Linked DNA regions of Ovis aries: region 2 is linked to region 1. Evidence: chromatin contacts called from public Hi-C data. All regions are on one chromosome and are shown on one strand. Each heading gives the region's core, a stretch centred on a gene start, on an enhancer-like site or on the middle of the called end of the contact. The rest is flanking DNA. Distances are from core to core; before and after follow the strand shown. Region 1 has its middle 18 kb from the start of SLC7A10. Region 2 holds the start of CEBPA (CCAAT enhancer binding protein alpha).

Region 1 (2,800 bases), core at 225-2,724:
AAGGAAGGTGAGAAGCTGAGAACGCTGACTTTTGGGAGCCCCTGGAGAGACCTGAGGAACCCCAGGCTTCCTGAGAGCACAGTTTGAAAACCACATGTATCAACCCACTGCTCCTTTCAGAGAGCAATCTCTTGCAGCGAAGGGGGCCCTTTGCCTGACCACGGCTTGCAGAGTCAGTCTGCAATACCTGATGTTCCCAGCAGGGGCCACTGCTAGGGGGCCCCATTTGCATCAAGAAGTTCCAGACCCCAGGGGGCCACGTGTCTCATCCCATCTCAGTGCCAGTGACCTCGAACCTAGGTATGCTCTGAGTCAGGGGCCACCACATGCCTTCCCAGTGGACAGAGCTGCCCTCTGGCCATGCTGCCAGCTTGGCCAGGGCTGATCAGAAGCCCTCAGCTCTGGGCCAGCTGCCAGGGCCAGGGCCACAGGGACTCGTAAGGGTTTCTGGCTAAGCCCCGATCAAGCCATTCCAAGGGACAGCTGGAGTGTCTCTCCAGGCAGTGCCTGGAAGGGGGCCAGCCCAGCCTCGGGCCTGGGCCAAGCACATGTGAGTACATGCATACACACACACACACACACACACTGCACCCACGTGCACATGATCACACAGTTCACACATGCACACAACTGCATGTTCACACACATGCTCTGTGCACATACACACACACAGGAAAAACACGTGCACACATAGCAACAAGCACATGGACATACACACGTACAGGTACACGCAGTCACACACAGGCACGCACACTCCCCTCCTCTCTCTCCCCAGGCACCCTCAAGGATAGATGCAGAGACTCCTTTGGGGGGATGTCCTGGTGGTCCAGTGGTTAAGACTCCGTGCTCCCACTACAGGGGGCATGGATTTGATTCCTGGTTGGGGAACTAAGATCCCACATGCCACATGGTGCGGCCAAAGTAAACAAATAGCTAAGTAAGTAAATAAATAAAATCCCCTCCATACAAAGATATGTACACATTCATATAATCCAAAAGAAAAGGAAACACCTTTGGGTCCAGTCTGTTTGGGGTGAGTTCATTTGAGTGAGATGCCCCTTCACCCTCTCGGTCATGGGGGCTCCTTCCTTCTGGGCCAAGGCTGGGTGGATGGGTGTGTGCGAGATGAGTAAGGGGCAGTCAGAGTGTCTGGCCACCTCCAGGTGGGCTCTGGGCACAAGTTGGGGATGGGAGTGGGGAGGATTCACTACATCTTTCTGGGGTGGGAGGGAGCTGGAATGATGCCTGCATCCGCTAGAAGCTGACCTCTGGGGTGAGCAGGTAAGACTGGGGGAAGCCTTTGCAGGTCACTGCAGCTGTGCACCCTCCCCCACGAAGCCAGCCCGGCCCTCGGCCTGCTGTTGTCTTGAAGATGATGTCGGGTTTTTTGACTCCTCGGTTCCCAGCTCCCCCGGGGCCTGTCGTCTCATACCTGTGAGAGCTCTGGGTGCTGGAGCACATAGCCGCCAGGTCCCTGCTGTCCCCTTGGCGACAGGCCCAGGCATGCTGGACCATCAGCTCAGCATGATAACCGAAATCCCTTGTGATATGACTGGTCCCCTGCCTGTCGAGGGACTTGGTGCCATGAGAGGAGCTGTGTAGCCCCCTGCCCCCCGTCCCCAGGAGCCTGTTCTGGGGTGGGCTCTGCTGCATCCAGCTTGCTGACCACCAGCCCATGCCCACAGCCCTTGGCAGGGGACAGAGTTCTGTCACCTCCCCCCACCGGATCAATACCTCCAAGGCTGTTGTCAGCAAATCTTTGACCTCCGACCCAGCGATACACTGTGACCCCTGAACCTCTCAGCCTTTCCACCAATCCTTGCCCTGGTCTCTGGGGTGGATGAGGGGGTGACCCCTGGCTCCAACCCTGGCTGTGACGGGCGGGAGTGGGAGGCCCTCGGTCTCCATGGCCCAGCCTCTTCCCTTCACTCCACACTCAGGGCTGTGGTCAGCAGCGGGCCCAGGGCAGGCGGGTGGCCGGCTCTGGGAGGGGGCCCTGCTGGGCAGGGGAAGACGGCTGGGCCCTGGAGCAATAGGCAAGCAGCCAAGGGCTGTGGATGAAGGAGTCAGAGGCTCCTTTCTGGGGCCCAGAGGCCTTGGAGGTCTAGCCATCAGAGAAGGGATTCTGGGCTTCCTGTCTCATATCTGAGGCCTCTAAGGCGTCTCCCTACCCTGCCCCCTGCAAATTGGCGTGCACCAGGTGGGGGACCTGAGGCTCAAGACCCCCACCCTTTAACCCTCTGGCGCTCAGCGTGGTCCTGGCTGAGAAGGGGCCTGGAACAGGAAGGGCTGCTATGGATTGCTTGTAGCCTACGTTGGCCCCATAGCTGGGGCACCTGCCCATAAACCTCTAGGGGATGGAGGGACCCTGGCTTCCCCATCCAGCATTTTCCCTCCCTGCAGCCATCCCCCTGACCTATCTGTGTCCTAGATCTGTGTCTCAGCCCTGAGCTAAGAATGAGGTAGAGGCTGAGCAGAGGCCCCTCCCAAGCTACCTGGGCCCAGTCCCCTTTGACTCAACTGGGAGTGACACTGCCCTGGTCACCCTGGCCCCCTCACCCAGCCTGTACCAGCCTGGGTGGGTATTTAGCCCATTGTCCCATTGAAATCCCCTCATGGACTCTGAGACCCCTATCCCCTGGGGAGTCCTGGCAGACACTGCTGTCCCCAGACTCTGCCCCCAGAGGGTCTGGCCAGGACAACAGAACGTGCCAGTCACTCACCATGTGACTCTTACCTGGTTGCCTCTCTTGGCGCCTGGAGTATCCCCACCCTGGCTCCTGCTTCTAAAAGGGGACCC
Region 2 (2,800 bases), core at 83-2,582, 47 kb after region 1:
AGTTGCCGGGCTCCCGGCTCAGCCCCATGGCGCTTCTCCTCTCGGCCTGACCCCTCATCTTAGACGCACCGTGTTGGGCGCAGAGGAAGGCAAGGGGCACGCGCAGCAGGCCAGGCTCTCAGGCGGCACCGGAATCTCCTGGTCCTGGCTTACGCTGTTCGGGCAGTCTTGAGATCCGGAGACCCGAAGCCACTCCCTGGGTCCCAGCCGGCGGCCAGCCCAGGGCGGTCCCGCCGCTTCGCGCCTCACGCGCAGTTGCCCATGGCCTTGACCAGGGAGCTCTCGGGCAGCTGACGGAAGATGCCCCGCAGTGTGTCCAGTTCGCGGCTCAGTTGTTCCACCCGCTTGCGCAGGCGGTCATTGTCACTGGTCAGCTCCAGCACCTTCTGTTGCGTCTCCACGTTGCGCTGCTTGGCCTTGTCCCGGCTCTTGCGCACCGCGATGTTGTTGCGCTCGCGCCGCACCCGGTATTCGTTGCTGTTCTTGTCCACGGACTTCTTGGCTTTGCCGCCGCCGCCGCCGCCCGCACGGAGGTCGGGGTGCGCGGCGGCCAGCCCCTTGAGCGCGCCGCCGGGGCCTGGCAGGCCAGCGGCGCCGAGCGCGGGCGCTGGGTGCGGGCTGGGCACGGGCGTGGGCGGCGGCGTGGGGTGGCCGGGCTGCAGGTGCATGGTGGTCTGGCCGCAGTGTGCGATCTGGAACTGCAGGTGCGGGGCGGCCAGGTGAGCGGGCGGCGGGTGCGAGTGCGGCGGCGGCGGCGGCGGCGGCGGCTGGTAGGGAAAGAGGCCGGCCAGCGCCAGCTGCTTCGCTTCGTCCTCCTCGCGCGGCTCCTGCTTGATCACCAGCGGCCGCAGCGCCGGCGCCCCGACCCGCTCGTACAGAGGCTCCAGCCTGCTGTCCAGGTAGCCGGCCGCCGCGCAGCCGTAGCCGGGAGGGGGACCGTGCGTCCCCCCGGGCATGACGGCGCCTCCGGGGCCCACGGGGGCGCCCGGGTAGTCAAAGTCGTTGCCGCCTCCTGCGGGGGCCGCGGCCGCCTTGGCCTTCTCCTGCTGCCGGCTGTGTTGGAACAGGTCGGCCAGGAACTCGTCGTTGAAGGCGGCCGGGTCGATGTAGGCGCTGATGTCGATGGACGTCTCGTGTTCGCAGATGCCGCCCAGAGGCTCCGGGGCGGCAGGTGGGGCGGGGGGCTGCGAGGGGCCCGCGCCCCGGGGAAAGCCGAAAGCGGCGCTGCTGGGCGCGTGTGCGGGGCTCTGGAGGTGGCTGCTCATCGGGGGCCGCGGCTCCGCCTCGTAGAAGTCGGCCGACTCCATGGGGGAGCTAAAGTCCTCCCGGCATGGCGAGCCTCGGCGGCCTCCAGCCTGCGCGGGGCGCCGCTGCTGCCGCCGCCCACCCAGAGCCCCTACTCGCTCGCGCCCGCTCAGCTCCCGGTCGCGAATGGCCAGGCCCGCGCGGGGCCCGCATTTATACCGGGGCGTTTGTCGCCCTCTAGTGTGCAAACGGTGACAGCGGCGCAGCGCCTCCTGGGTCTTAGCGCCTGCGGGCTGCAGAGGGCGGCGAGTGGGGCTGGAGCTCAGAGCTGGCGGGGAGGGGCCGCGGGGCAACGCCTACTACCTCCCGCGTCGCCCGCCGAACCGAGACTCGCGCGCGGTGCCCCACCCTCGGTAGAGTTGTCGCCCCCGCGCACGAGTGGTCGACGGCAGGGCCCCCTCCTGTAGCCTGTCCAGGGGACCCACCTCCCCCCAAAGACCGGGGAGCCCCGGAACACCCGACGCCACACAGGGGGTTAGGGTTGGTTGGGGTGGGCGGAGAGGCAGGTCTTGGTCTCTGAGCTTTCCTGGCGCGGACTCACTTTAAAAGCTGGAACCGGTTTCGTCCGGGTCCGGGTACTCTGCAAGGAGGTTGCGTAAAGAAGGGGTCAGGGGTAGGGGGCAGGGAACAGTTTCGGACGTGCGGCCCAGTGCATGCTGCCACTTGGAGACACCAAGGAGAACCGGGATTTTGCTTCTCTGATACCCAGGCACCCGCACAGATTCCGCGCAAAAGTACCTCTCCGCTCCGCTTGCCCCGTGCAAGTACTCCAGGGTCATACGGGCCAGCAGTTTCAGGCGCTAGGACCCCGCGGGGAGCAGAGGAAAGGGGAGGCGGCCGCAATCCGGGAGTCTAGAGGACTCGATTTGTCCACCCGCCCGGGCTGGGAAACTTTCTTGTAATTTACTTCTCCTTGCCCGAGCTCTAGGTGTTGCTAGGTGCACGGAGTTGGCGCTGCTACCCGGCGCGGGGCCGCCAGTTTTTTTCCCAGCGGGACGGGCCCAGCTGGATTCCGGGGCTGGGGTACCAGGGTGAGGGGAGAAGCATAGGGGGAGGAGGCGAATTTGACTCCGAGACGGGGATCCCGAAGCGGGGCCGGCGATCAAAGGCCCGCAACCTTCTCCCCTACTCCCCATTCAGGTGCTCTCCAAGGCGGGAGCGGGGCTGTGGAGAAAGCCGGGGCCTCCGAATCTCTGCGGCTCACGGTCCGAGCATCTAATGTGAGAGCCCTGCGGGCTTGTTCGCAGGGCGCTGGGTCCCTGGAATTGTGAGGAACAAGGTGGCCGGGCCCCGGTGACCCCTGGGCGCCGCGCCGCCTCCGCACTGGCTGCTGCTGGGGGAAGGGGTTTAAGGCAGCGCGTTTCCCCAGCCACGTGGCGCCTCGCGCGTTCTACTTAGGGATCGCGGGGACAGCCTACTCCCTTGGGGCTTTGAGAGCCGGCAAGTTGCTCCCGCTTCTAGTCCCCATTGCTCCTTATCGACTAAGTGCCCGGCT

Evidence for each region. A called contact is a pair of places that touch in the nucleus more often than the background predicts.
Region 2: a contact with region 1 is called in a Hi-C map of tail adipose tissue, with 4 times the contacts expected there. The contact joins the promoter of CEBPA here to the enhancer-like site in region 1. A contact is called at or near these places in 10 of 16 Hi-C or Micro-C datasets (blood, hypothalamus, liver and 3 more).

What each region holds. Positions count from the first base shown.
Region 1 is chr14:43,174,092-43,176,891 of ARS-UI_Ramb_v3.0, forward strand. No RefSeq gene overlaps it. Among named protein-coding and RNA genes, the nearest start is that of SLC7A10, 18 kb to the left of the region's middle. Within about 2 kb of position 1,475, at least 9 of the 54 cell types and tissues checked have an H3K27ac peak or open chromatin away from gene starts, as enhancers often do. A contact at or near this core is called in liver and tail adipose tissue, where this site is marked.
Region 2 is chr14:43,221,355-43,224,154 of ARS-UI_Ramb_v3.0, forward strand. CEBPA (CCAAT enhancer binding protein alpha) reads right to left here and starts at 1,333. Exons shown (of 1, transcript NM_001308574.1): 1 at 246-1,333. The coding sequence starts at 1,307. The coding sequence ends at 246.